3 separate regions of the Mus musculus genome follow, and regions 1 and 2 are each linked to region 3. Evidence: chromatin contacts called from public promoter capture Hi-C data. All regions are on one chromosome and are shown on one strand. Each heading gives the region's core, a stretch centred on a gene start, on an enhancer-like site or on the middle of the called end of the contact. The rest is flanking DNA. Distances are from core to core; before and after follow the strand shown.

The links. Promoter capture Hi-C pulls out the DNA fragments that hold promoters and counts their contacts.
Region 1: a promoter capture Hi-C map of stem cell-derived epiblast-like cells shows a contact between it and region 3, with 2.6 times the contacts expected there. The contact joins the promoter of Car15 here to the promoter of Smpd4 in region 3. A contact is called at or near these places in 15 of 39 promoter capture datasets (the 3T3-L1 cell line, the C10 cell line, the HPC-7 cell line and 10 more), 1 of 15 datasets of contacts at CTCF or cohesin (the NIH/3T3 cell line), 1 of 484 Hi-C or Micro-C datasets (the HPC-7 cell line) and 3 of 9 other capture datasets (adipose tissue, embryonic stem cells and pancreatic islet).
Region 2: a contact with region 3 is called in a promoter capture Hi-C map of neural stem cells. The contact joins the enhancer-like site here to the promoter of Smpd4 in region 3. A contact is called at or near these places in 10 of 39 promoter capture datasets (the 3T3-L1 cell line, the C10 cell line, the SN4741 cell line and 7 more), 1 of 15 datasets of contacts at CTCF or cohesin (pro-B cells), 10 of 484 Hi-C or Micro-C datasets (B cells, the C2C12 cell line, Sertoli cells and 5 more), 4 of 115 datasets of contacts at active chromatin or transcription factors (the SCID.adh cell line, bone marrow-derived macrophages and embryonic stem cells) and 4 of 9 other capture datasets (adipose tissue, liver, macrophages and 1 more).

Annotation. Positions count from the first base shown.
Region 1 is chr16:17,835,142-17,839,555 of GRCm38.p6, forward strand. It overlaps Car15 (carbonic anhydrase 15), which reads right to left and starts at 3,045. Exons shown (of 8, transcript NM_030558.2): 1 at 2,900-3,045; 2 at 2,690-2,725; 3 at 2,160-2,330; 4 at 1,577-1,737; 5 at 1,402-1,494; 6 at 751-817; 7 at 495-661; 8 at 135-398. The coding sequence starts at 2,966. The coding sequence ends at 186.
Region 2 is chr16:17,476,505-17,480,653 of GRCm38.p6, forward strand. The region is part of intron 2 of Crkl (v-crk avian sarcoma virus CT10 oncogene homolog-like); the gene reads left to right. Among named protein-coding and RNA genes, the nearest start is that of Aifm3, 13 kb to the right of the region's middle. Within about 2 kb of position 2,192, at least 16 of the 459 cell types and tissues checked have an H3K27ac peak or open chromatin away from gene starts, as enhancers often do. A contact at or near this core is called in the SCID.adh cell line and neural stem cells, where this site is marked.
Region 3 is chr16:17,616,644-17,621,147 of GRCm38.p6, forward strand. It overlaps Smpd4 (sphingomyelin phosphodiesterase 4), which reads left to right and starts at 2,711. Exons shown (of 19, transcript NM_001164610.1): 1 at 2,711-2,791.

The sequences.
Region 1 (4,414 bases), core at 1,795-4,294, 220 kb after region 3:
AGGACAGTCACCCAAGAGCCTCTCAGTTCTGTGGCCAGGAACATTGAGGCTGCAATGAGGTTAGGGAGGATTCTCTACCCGCCATCCCCTTGACCACTAGGCATGCAATCCTTCCCAGACACATTAGGCCAAGGTCACTATGCACGATTTATTGGGGAAATACTATTGTAGAATCATTGCTGGACCTAGGGACCCTGCCAGAGTCTCAGGCCAACTCCCAAGCCCACAAGAGCCAGGTGCAAACAGGGCAGGGTAGAGACTGATGATCGGACGGATGCTTCGGGAGAGGCTGATATCCTGCGCCCTCCAAGAGGCTGCTGGGGGCGGAAATTACTCGTGAGTGGTCTGGGGTGCAAACCTGGTGGCCCAGTCTGAAGCACGGCCTGGAACTGGACTACCTGAGGGTGGGTAAAGATGGGTCAAGATGTGACAGGGCAGGCCAAGAAGGCGGGGGTAACAGAGACTGGGCGTGGAGGAATGGCAGTGACTCCCACCTGCGCATGCCCAATGGGTACGGTGTTTTCAAAGACAGTCCAGAGCACCGCTGGCTCACAGCCCGGCGTGGTCAGAGACCCAGAGTATCGGTAGTACCGCAAGAGCCGCAAAGCACTTGGCAGCAGAGAGGCCAGTGCAAAGGTGGACGTCAGATTCACAGCTACCCCTGTATAGTAGAGACACTGGAACTCGCCTCTCCTGCTCTTGCTCCTCACCCTCATCACCCAGCCCAGTAGGGACCCCACAGCTCCTTACCAGGTGAAGATAAATTTTTCAGGCCAGACACAATGGCAGAGAAATTGGTATTGTCCCTGTCTTCCTCCTGTGGAAGAGTTTTAAGACATTTTGATGTTCTCTACCTCCACTCCCTTTCTCTCCCCCTCACTCTCCTCCCCCGTGTGTGTGCGTGTGTGTGTGTGTGTGCGTTCATGTGTGTGTGTGTGTGTGTGTGTGTGTGAAGGTAAAATAGCTGAAAATAGCTGAAAATAGCTGGGACAGCAGTGGGAAGGGCCCAGCTGGAGGCTCTGGGAGATCTGGGGATGAAGAAGATGACCTACCATGAGGCCCAGCAACACTCCATCGCTTTGGCCCCCACCTCCTTGGTGGGGAGTTCCCTGGGCATCTGGACGTGAACTGACTGTCTTCATGGCTAGCTTCATTTATAGAGCGTCCCCTGCCACCTCCCTACATCATGTGTAGAGCCTCCTCTTCATTCACGAGGATTTGGACTCATCTGTGTATCCCATTGTTAAAGCTGCTTAGCCCATTTGTGTGCATGTGTTGGTGGGGGGCAGTGAGCTCTTCTGAGTTCTCTAAGTCTTTCAGAGCTGAAGATCCCTGGTCCCTCCACACAACTCCAAGTCCCTGTTTCTGGAAACATGTACGGGGCCACAGCCCCTTCCTCACCACCAACAGCACAGCCAGTATAGCAAACCCATCTGGTTGGCTCCGTGCATCCTCCATGCTCTGGTACTTTGTGTTCATGTGGACCATGTGCATCTAGGGGATACAGAACAAAGGTAGTGACCAGCTGCTCTCTGCTCCCTACGCCTGTCTTCCTTCTGGTCCACCCTGAACCCACCTCCATAGAGCCATGCTTCTCATCCAGGCTGTGCTCGGAGCCTTGGTGCCCTGGGCTGCCCCAGTGGAAGTGCAGCTGCAGTAGCCGGTACTCTGGTGACGGGAGCCCAGCCCCTCGGATGGCTGGGCAGTTCTGCTGACAGGAATTTACTCGAAGTAGCACTGAAGGCAGGGAGCACATGAGAGTTTTCCTCACCAGCAGACTCCCCAGGGTAGGAATAACACTGTCACTAGCAGTTTCAGTTATGAGGACCTTGACTTCTTTCCAGCATCTTGGCATCTGGACATGAACTGACTGTCCTCAGGGGTCATGGCTAGCTTCATTTATAGAGGGTCCCCTGCCACCTCCCTACATCGTGTGTAGAGCCTCCTCTGCTTTGTCCACGAGGATTTGGACTCGTCTGCGTATCCCATTTTTATAGCTGGTTAGCCCATTTGTGTTGTGTGTTGGGGGGTAGTGAGCTCTTTTGAGAAGCTGGTGTCTCAGCTCGTCTGTGGGTCCTCATCCCTGTGTATGGGTGAGGTTCCTGTAAGCTGTATGGAGTCCTGCTTCTGTGTGGCAGTCTCAACCTTATGATGCTGACCTGTGTGGCCATCGTTCTCCAGGACCCAAGGATCTTGAGGGGCTGAATCATAGCCTTGAAAGATGAAGGGCTTAAGAGTGTAGTCCCGCTGGACCAATCGAAGGTCAATGTTGATAGGGGACTGGGTTGGGCCCCCACAGGCAGGTGCTAGTTCCTTCCAGTGGGCAGGGCCTGAGAAAAGAAGGACTAGTGTCTGCAGCAGGGGTCTCAAAGGCAAGTCTGGGAGTACAACGAGGGATTCCATATACCCAGATGCCCTCCCTCTGCCCTCCACACACCTGGCTGCAGCAGCACCCATCTGACTTATAAGTCTGCAAGCATACTGGCCCACAGAGAGATAAGGTAGGAGGGTCTGGGACACGGCTGCATACTCATGCTGGGGACCATCCCAACACACACATGATCTAGCCACACCCATAGACTCACAGACCCTGACAGCAGACACACAGAATCACAGTGTCCAGTTCTTTGGAGCACAGGAGCTGACAGAGACCAGACAGATCCACATAGCCTGTTACAACTGTTCTCACCACACTTTGGGTCTTGGGAGTCGTAGCACCAGGTACCTGTAGACAGGAGGCAGGGGACCACTGTGGTTCTTTATAAAGTTCCATCTTGACCCCAGTCCAGGAATGGAGACAGGTTAGCCAGTAGAGGCTGTTCCCTTGTCAGTGCGTCTCCTCCCAAACTTGCCCCATCACTGGTAGGTAGGTGGTGTCAGGCAGAGCCTTGGTGCTCACCACTGGAGTCCACCTGTGCCGCCAGTTGTATAAGGAGGAAGCTGAGCAAGAAGTCCAGGGCCCACATGATGCTGCAGTGGCTGACTCCGGAGAACTGCAAAGTGGATGAGGAATGTACAGCCAGGCTACTTAGAAGGCTGCTCTGCATTCATTGGTAGGTGAACTAGAGGTCTGGATAAGCCCTGTGGACATGCTGAGGTGAGGCTAGAGTAGGTGGAGCCCAGGTAGAGCCACTAGGAATGGAGGTGGGCTGGAGCCTAAACTTCAGAGCTGCTGCAGCCAGTGTAACTGTTGGCATTTCTCCCGAAGGGCGTCTGGTTATTACTCTTACAGCAGTGAAAATGAGTAACAGAGACCAGGAGTGACATGCCGAAACCACCGTCAAAGAAATTAGTTCAAGAGGTGAGGGCACATTGGATCCTACTGCCCAAGACTTAGGCTAGGAGGCATGGCTGTTCTTTCTCATGCTACAAGTTTGAGATTCCAACCCGTTCCAAGTCCAGGTCCACATCAGCCTTCCTATTGATGCTCGTCTGAGGACTACCCTCCCAAAGACAAAGGTCTCAGGAGAAGCTGCAGCCCTCCTGTGGTGGGGATACTACAGTGGCTCAAGTCCCTGGCACTCTGGAGGGAAGTGTCTGTGCCTCCTTGGCTTCCTGATGTGCTTCTGCACATGGGCACCATGTCTGAGCAGGTTAGGCTGAACAATGACTACCAGGGAGTGGGCTGGAGGGCTGCCCCTCTCAGTATTCCAGTTCTCAGCATCTCTTTCCCATGGTATAGCTTAGTGGAAGAGTACTTGCTTAGCATGTCTCCTTGGATTCTCCCTCAGCACTGCTGGAGGACCAGGCTCTTCCTTGAAGAGAGGACAGGGAGGAAAGGGCAGTGTTGGCAGAGCCCCAGGCACCCTGCTTCAGATGTGTTGAGGGTAGAATGAAGCTCCTGTCCCCACCAAAGGCCTCAGCAGATCCTTCTTAACCCAACCCCTTGCCAGCCTTTGTGACAGCCTGCTGTAGTTACTGGCCCTTCTGAGTTAGGACAGTGAACTTGATTACAGCTGAAAGTCTGGTTCCTGAGTTTGACCAATAAGGGCTCTTGCATGTATGGGGTGCAAATACATAAACTCATGCACAAACACACAAAAACTATAAAAATTAAAATATTGTGTGGGGCATGGAGGTGCACACCTTTGTTGTGTGTAGTTTTAAAAAACATGCTACCACCTTGCCTGGGATTGCGGGGCGGGGGGGGGGGGGCCCGCTGCGCCACCAGCCACTCCTGGCTCCCTTTTGTTCCACCAGGCTTAGCTCCAGGATCCTCAAAACCAAGCCCTAAGCTGGCTTCCTTTTCTACCCACCTTTGCTCCAGGAGGGGATTGCATTACCAGCCCACTCCTGGGACCCTAGAATCCGAGGACAAAAGACACACACTCAGCCTTGTTACTTTAACTTGCCTGTTAAGCACAAATCTCTCCTGCCTGGGAATGCATGCCCTTTCCAATTTATTATCTCCATC
Region 2 (4,149 bases), core at 942-3,441, 140 kb before region 3:
TGGTTTTTTGAGACAGGGTTTCTCTGTATAGCCCTGGCTGTCCAGGAACTCACTTTGTTGGGCTGGAGCGAGCAGGGCCAGAGTGAGCAGAAGTTCTGAGTTCAATTCCCAGCAACCACATGATGGCTTACAACCATCTGTACAGCTACAGTGTACTCATATACATAAAATAAATAGATCTTTAAAAAAAGAAAAGAAAAGTGCCCTACAGGTTTGACTACAGCCCTATATTAGGGAGGCATTGTCTTAATTGAGGTTGCCTCCTCTCAGATGACTCAGCTTCTGTCAAGTTGACATAAGACTAGCCTGCACTCCTGGTTTATACAGTACTAGGAATCAAACCCAAGTCTTTGTGTGTGCTAAGTAATATCTTATACTATCCCCTCACAAAGCGATTTTTAAAAGAAACAGATATTTATACTAAGGTCTTCTGTGCAGCTTCTCCTCTGATATCTTTTGTTCACTAATCTCTTCTGGCATTTTGTCCAGGTTGATTTTAAGCACATCTATAGAATTTATCTATTTGGCACAAACGAAAAGACTTGACCTTGCTTAAGTCTGCCACTCTCTTCTGGTGTACTTTGTCTGTGACAGAACAGTCTTGGACCCCTACTCTGCTTGCAAGTATATTTGCCCAGGCTTCAGTCCATCCTTTTTATCTTTGGTGTCTCAGTTTTAAATTTTTTATTTTTGTTTATGTGTATTTTTGTTTTGCCTGCATGTATGTGTGTGCACCACATCTGAACCTGTTATTGGAAGAGGTCAGAAGGTGTCAGATCTTGAACTGGAGTCACAGATGGTTGTGAACTGACTGTGAGACTTGAACCTGGGTCCTTCGGAACAGCAGCCAGTGCTCTGAACCACTGTCTGATGTCTCCAGCTCATGTACTATTTATTTATTTATTTATTTATTTATTTATTTATTTATTTTTGAGACAGGATCTTATGTAGCCTAGTTGGACTTAAATTCATTGTATAACTCTTGTATAGACCTGAAGTTCTTGATCCTTCTGCCTCTGTCTACCAAGTGATGGGATTACACAAATCCACCACCATTCCAGGTTTGTCATGGTCTTTTTATGATTCTCCGTCATCTTTGAGCTGACTAGCATTCTTTTTATGGGGGGGAGGGCGGCAGGGGTTGTTATTTTGGCTTTTTGAGACAGGGTTTCTCTGTATAGCCCTGGCTGTCTTGGAACTCACTTTGTAGACCAGGCTGGCCTCGAACTCAGAAATCCACCTGCCTCTGCCTCCCCGAGTGCTGGGATCGAAGGTGTGCGCCACCACGCCCAGCTCTCACTAGCATTCTTAATGCTCTTTACTCCCACTGGAGGTCATACATGATTATATTGGAATTTCTTCTTGGATCCCCTGTGCCACCCCCTTAAAGATTCAGTTATTTAATGTGTATTTGTATGTGCTTGAATATGTGTATGTGAACCATATATGTGCAGGCATCCTCAGCAGCCAGAAGTGTTAGATCCCCTAAAGGTGGAGTTGCAGGCAGTTGAGAGCTGCCCAATGATGTGAACTCCCAATTATTTGAATTATATCTCATCGTTGAGTCCTTTGAATTAGATTTCTCAAAGCCTATTGTGCAAGTTCCTTTCACTGAATGGCTCAAATTCTCAGATTTCTATTTTGGTCAGTTGGTTTTCTTTCATTGGTTAATTCACATTAACAGTGTTGTAACTGTTTTAGACAGGGTAGTGCTATATAGCCAGGATACTCTAAATTCACTATGTCCCTCCCTCTCCTCCAGCTTTGCCTTGCATTTCTGAGGATCCTCCTGTCTCACAGCAATGTACTACCATGTGTAGCTTACAATAGCAATTTCTTCTTTACTACTTTTGCTTGCTAAGATGAAGCAGTATGCCAGGCATAATGAGATTTAGTGTGTTAGAATAATCTCACTGTCACAAAGGAACACACAAACAAGGCAGAAGCAGCTCAGCCAGCCTGGGTAAAAGACCCAGACCGGACAGGAAGTTCTCTTGGCTTTTATTTTAATGCAGATGGTGATTATAAAAGAACCACTAAGGAGGAGTCAGCCAAGTTCTGGGAGGAGGGGTTTACCACTTGGGGGAGGGTTGAGATTAAAAGATTAAAAAGTATGCATACAGACTTTGTAAGATCAGGGAAGACTTACTGAATATTGGCCCTTGGCGGCACACTATCTTTGAAGACAGAAAACCATGCCTCACAGTAGCACTGGTTACAGTGTTCAGTCTCAGAGGTAATCATAAATTGCAGTGAGTGAGTAGCCAGCAGTTTCTGGTTGGTCCTCTCCACGTGTGCATACAGAAGCACCTGACTCACCCTAGAGGGCCATACAAGGTCCTTGCACAGCTTCTCAGTATAAGGCTGCTTTCCCTCACCTCTGTCCCATCCCAGCTACGTGCAGCTTTGCCCTAAGATTCATTAGTCCTCACATTCTGAAGGACCTCTGCTGGGCTGCCGTGTGAATGTCCAGGGCCCTTATTTTTCACGAGGACTGACCAGGCTCTAATTCTTGTTTTTGAAGTAGGCCTTGCTGTGTTTTGAGTCCTAGTCAAATAGGCAGCAGTACAGGTGCCCCCGTCTTTAGACTTCTGTCTTGAATCTTTTTTTTTTAAGATTTATTTATTTATTATATGTGAGTACACTGTAGCTGTCTTCAGACACCAGAAGAGGACTTCAGATCTCATTACAGATGGTTGTGAGCCACCGTGTGGTTGTGAGGATTTGAACTCGGGACCTTTGGAAGAGTAGTCAGTGCTCTTAACCACTAAGCCATCTCTCCAGCACCCCCACCTTTTTTTCTGTCTTGAATCTTATATCAGTTCTCATTTGTAGCAGCTCATTTTTAGAAATTTTATTTTTTTCTATTTCTTTAGTGCCAGAGATGCTTTTTTCCCTTGTGATCACACTACCATGTCAAAAGTAAAAATGATCCCTGGATGTTGAAATACACTTGTAATCACAGCCTTAGAGGCTGAAGTAAGAGGATTAAAAGTTCAAGGCTAGCCTGGGTTACATGGTGTATTCTAGGCCATTCTGGGCTACATAAACATTGTGAGACATGACTGCCAAAAGAATAGGTATATCTGTTAATACAGGCTCTCAGGAACTCAGGATGGTCTCAAGATAAGCAGTCCTCCTGCATTAGCATCTTGAGTACTAGAATTAAAGGGATGGACCATCATATCCATTATTCCTCTAAAAAGGTGTCTTTAGAAAATCCTTCAGATATCAGGGAATTTAGTTCAGTGGGGAAAGTGCTTGTCTTCTTTTACTCGTGTGTGTGTGTGTGTGTGTGTGTGTGTGTGTGTGTGTGTGTGTGTGTGTGTGTGTCTAAGAACAGCTTGAAATTATTGGTGGTTCTTTCTTCTACCATGTGGGTTTTGGGGATAGTACTTGAACATGTCTGGCAAGTGTTATATCTATTAAGCCATCTTGCTACCTCAGGTTCTCCACAAGGTCTCACTTGTATAGTCCTGGCTGGCCTGGAACTCAAAAGAGATCTGCTTCTCACATTTTTGATTAAAAAAAAAACCTTTCAGTTGGTAAATCTTATCATTGACTTATAAATCAAAATTAATTGTTCTTTAAAGGATTTTGTTTGCTTGTGGAGACAGGTCACTCTGTAAAGCACTTGCTGCACTAGCGTAAAGACTTTGGTTTGTTTCTCAAAACCCATGTGAAAAGCCAAACGTGAACCAGGTGGTGGTCGAGTCATTCATGCCTTTAAACTCAGCACCCAGGAGGCAGAGGCAGGAGGATCTCCAGAGTTCCAGGACAGCCAGGGCTACACAGAGAAACCCTGTCTCGTGGGGGGGGGGGGGGGGAGGGGGGATCAGGAATGGTGGCACACATTTGTAATCCCAATACTAGGAAGAAGGAAATACTTGGATACTTGGGGCTCACTTACCAGCTAGCCTAACCTAATTGATGAGCCCTAGGTCTTAGTGAGAAACTCTATCGCAAAAATCAAGGCAGGGGCTCCTGAAGGAATGACACCCAAGATGAGCCTCGGTCCTTCGTGTATATATGTGTGTGACACACATGCATATGCATATAGACATAAATGCCAAAATGGGAGGTGGGTTTTTTTAATGTGTAAATAGGACAAGAATACTCTGAAATTGATAGGGTAATTTTTTTTTGAGT
Region 3 (4,504 bases), core at 1,461-3,960:
CTGGCCTTGAGACAGGGTCTCTCTCTGAACTAGAAGCTCACCATTGCAGTCATGCTGCTGGACCAGTAAGTTCTCAGCATCCATCTGTCTCTGCCCTGAAGTGCTGGGATTGTTTACAGGCATGCAAAGCTCCTCACACAGGTCAGGAATTCAAATTAGTTCCCCATTACAATGTTACCCATGGAACGATCTCAGGCTCCACTACTCTATACTTCTAAGGTCTCCCCTTTCTCTGCTATAAGAAAGAGCAAAGTGAAACCTTCACAGCTAAGCATGGAGCTATTCTGCAACCTCAGGTCTCTATTCTGTCCCAAGGCAGTCAGGTGGCTCTAGTACTGCAATTCATATAATAGAAATATAGGAGGTGTGTAGCCTGACCTGCTGTGTGGGTAGGAGCTGGACCTGGGCCTGGGAGAGGTACAGGTAAGGGGTTGCCTGCCCTGTTCTCAGAGTGCTGTCCTGAAGATGTAATGTCAGGGCAAGGACCAAAGTCCTCTTTATTCCTATGGCTGTAGAAGAAGGCATGATGAAGAGGTGGGGAGGAGTTAGGCAAACAGACCCTAGTCTGTTTGGACCAGTCCTTGATCCAACAGTACACTCCCTGAGGCGAGGCCAACTAGAGCCCCAGAAGGTAGATGGGTTTGCAGACCCAGGGTGGAGACCCACAGATAGGCTCGCCTATACATGCTGAGTTGAACTGCAACCCCCTAGCCACAGCCAGGAAGGAGCAAAAGGCTTACCTCTGACCTCAGGTCCCTGATGTAGGCAGAGACATGGACACAAAGTCATTAGCTGCTACTGAGCACACACGTCAGGAAGGAGGCGAGGGGAGCCAGGGTAAGATTCAGCAAGTCTGCCAAAAACAAATGCAGTATTCAGTGAGTCCTGTGGCATTCAGGGCAGACCTGTTCCAAGACTTGTCCAAGACTTGTCCACTGTGGCTATCTGGGTCATGGTCCTGAAAACCTAGCCTTTAATCCCATCACCCTGAAGGCAGAGTTTGAAGCCTGCCTGGTCTACATAGTGAGTTCCAGAAAAGAAACAAAACAAAACCCATAAAACAACAACACCAAAACAAAACAACAACAACAAAAATAAAGTGGGGAGCTGGGTGGTGGTGGCACATGCCTTTAATCCCAGTACTCGGGAGGCAGAGGCAGGCAGATTTCTGACTTCGAGGCCAGCCTGGTCTACAGAGTGAGTTCCAGGACAGCCAGGGCTACACAGAGAAACCCTGTCTCGAAAAAACAAAAAAGAAAAAGAAAAGGAAAGGTATGGGAACAGAAAAATAAATATAAATATTTGGGACAAGAGAGGAAGAGAGAGAGAGAGAGAGAGAGAGAGAGAGAGAGAGAGAGAACATGGACAGAGTATGTATCGTGCTGTGGTGGGGCTTTTTCAGAGTAGCAGATGAGATTTGGAAGAGTTCCAAAGCAGGCGTGTCTGCAGGGACTTGCAACCTGCCCAAGTCCATGCAGCCCATCTCCTTGGTGCTCAGCACCTTTTTCCCTTCATGCCCAGCTTTTGCAGCGTGGCCTCCCCCAGACCTGTGAAAGCCCTGAGTCTAGCCTCTGTCAGTCGAGCACCCTGAAAAAGGTGAGTGTTGGGCCCGCGTACCTCCTCCACTTCCCTCTCCCGCCTCTTCCCCTGACCACCACTCCCCACCCCAATTCCCTTCCACCCTGCAGAATTCGCTGCAGTCTAGCAGGTGAGGAGCCTCCACAGCGCCAGCTACTGGCCACCTCTTTCCTTGCCAGGCCCTGCAGCTCCCAGTCTGTAGCGGCTCCAACAACCCAGGGCAAGCATCCCGAGAGGTTTTTACATACTTGCTTGACTTGTTCTGAGTGCTTAATGTGAATAGGGCAGTATGTTAGCCATGGGAATGGTGTGGTGGAAAGCTGTCCGCTGCCTGACGATCAGATCCCTGATAGACGGATTTAGGTAGCAGCACCCAGAACCGTGCCTGGCATATGCTGGGTACTTGGTAAATCCTGTTGGATGATGGGTATTTAGGATTGCATGTACTTATCTATTTTGTGCAGGTTTCTTCCTTGAAGCACTCTTTAAGGGCTCTAAAAAAACAACTTTTAAAATTTTTATTAGCTTAAGAAGTATGAGGATTTTTGTTTTGTTTTCGAGACAGGGTTTATGTAGCCCTGATTGTCCTAGAACTCACCCTGAAGACCAAGCTGGCCTCAGAATCACAGAGATCTGCCTGCCTGCCTCTGCCTCCCTAGTGATGGGATTAAAGGCGTGTGCTGCCACCAACACCTGGTTTATTGGGGGTGGGGGTGTTATTTGTGTACTTGTATATTTGTTGGTTCTTAACCAGGAAGAATTCTTTCAAAGAAGTTTCAATTATTGATTGCTTGATTGTTTGTCTTTTCAAGACAGGGTTTCTCTGTGTAATCCTGGCTATCTTGAACCTCTGGCTTTGAACTCAAGAGATCTGCCTGCCTCTGCCTCCAGAACGCATGGATTAAAAGCGTGTGTCACCAGGGCAACAACCTCTTTCTAGAAACTTTTCATTTCATGTAGTCCCATTTTAATTCTCCAGGCTATTTCTGTGTCAGTGAAGTACAGTGTTGAAAAGTCTTGCCTATATCTATTTTTCTAGACGCGTATTCCTGTTGTCTTCTGTATTTCAGACCTTACTTTGATCCTCTCGGATTCCCGCCAAACTAAGGGGGCGTGGCACCCGGCGCAGCTTGATGACGACATTAGGCGCCGAGTGTCCGAATGGCGGCTCCCTTCTCTGAGAAGCTCGAGATTTGTGCTATCAGCACGGCAGGTGAGTGGCGGGAGCCGCGCGCGAGGCAGCCCAGCACCGTGCGGTTTTCTCGGGTCCCCGCCGAGGCTGGCTCCGTTCCTCCTCGAGCTGTGGGGGACTTGGGCCTCCCGACAGCTCGGCCTGTACGGGGCCGGCCGGGAGCCCAGGGCCCGGCTGCAACCTCACGCCGCTCTCCAGGGTCATGGCTTTCTGCCGCCTTCCTGCGTGGTCCTCGCAGACGGTCCGGGTAGGGGGTGGATGAACGCTCGATGTGAGAGTTGAGGGAGGGGGACTTGGAGGGAAAGTTGAACCTTGGGCTCAGCTAGCGATGTTTGGTAGTAGAACTCGTTGTGGGTTTAGGTTCTACCTTGCGACTTTCCCGAGCCTCAGTTTCCTCCTCTGTAATGTAATAGGGTAGTCTCGAAACTTTGGAGGTATAGGAAGTTGTGATCAACAAATGAGGGCACGCCGCAGCTTCTCAGAGTCAGCCGAGGGAGTTCTTGACAGTGGCGCGCTAAGCTTGGCTGGAGTTCGTAGTCATTAGAAACCTCAAAAACAGTCGCAAGCAGTTCTTGAAGAAAGTGGACTTTGAGGGGTCGACCGAAGCAAAGGCCTTCGGCACTGCATGCACGCTGGCTTCGGGCGTGGGTGACAGGGCCTAAAAGCAAGAGTATCAGTGTCGTTGCCCTATTCGTGGAATCGTGGAAAGACCTTCGTTAGACATCTCTGATTTTTCAACTGTCTGCTTCTTCTGAGGAGAGAGTTGACTTCTTGTCTCCTTTAGATCTCTGCCCTTATCGAGTAGTCCACAATTTTATGCTGCCCTGATCATTTCATGGTAGTTTGCAATGTAGGTCAGGACTGAAACATTTTCAGTTTTCCTTAACACTGAGACTGAATTAAGAATTGGAAAAAAAAAAACAAAACAAAACCCAAAACCTAAGAATTGTTTCTCTTGCCACATGGCAAAGATTGGTGGTCTTTCAAAACCACAACTGCCTTAAACTCCTACTGTCTGGCTTCTCTCCTTGCAGACTGGCATTGCCAGCTTAGCACCTTTTCTCCTGTAGTGAGCAGGGCTGAGACAGAAAAGCTATCACTAGTCCATCGGTGGCACACAGTAGGCTCTCTGCTCTTTCCAGCTCTTGATTGTTTTGTGTTTCTTACCATAGGCACTGGGAGGTAGGAAGCTGCAGGGCTATGCCTAATTTTTGGTGGTGAGTTCAAATTCTTCCTTCATAGAACTTCTTCATTTGTCGCAAGAAGCACACATTACTTGCTTCACCCTTCTCTTACAGACACGAGATTTGTAAGGAGTTTGCTAGACTCTTGGCTCTGCTGATTGCTAGGTGGGTGCTGAGAAGTCTTTTGCTGTTTTTTACCCTTGTTTCCTGATTTGCATCAGCCTTGTGGGCTGTGAAGATGTATTTCCTAGTGGTGCTTTACCTAGCCCCCTTTGTGTTTGTTTTCCCATAGTCACATAGTGACCAGTTCAGGCAGGCACTAGGGTATTAGAAGGTCCAGATCAAGACTTGCTTTAATCTTCAGGCTCTAGGGAAGAATATGATTCCAGGCTTATTCAAGATGCTGCCAGAATCCAGTTTCTTTGAGGTCTTGAATTCTTGCTAAGCTATGCTCTATGTCTTAAAGTCCACTGACATTGTACTGTAGTTGGTTCTTTTAAAGTCTCTTTAGAATAGCACTTAGATGAGTGTTTGATTGAATTGACAAGCA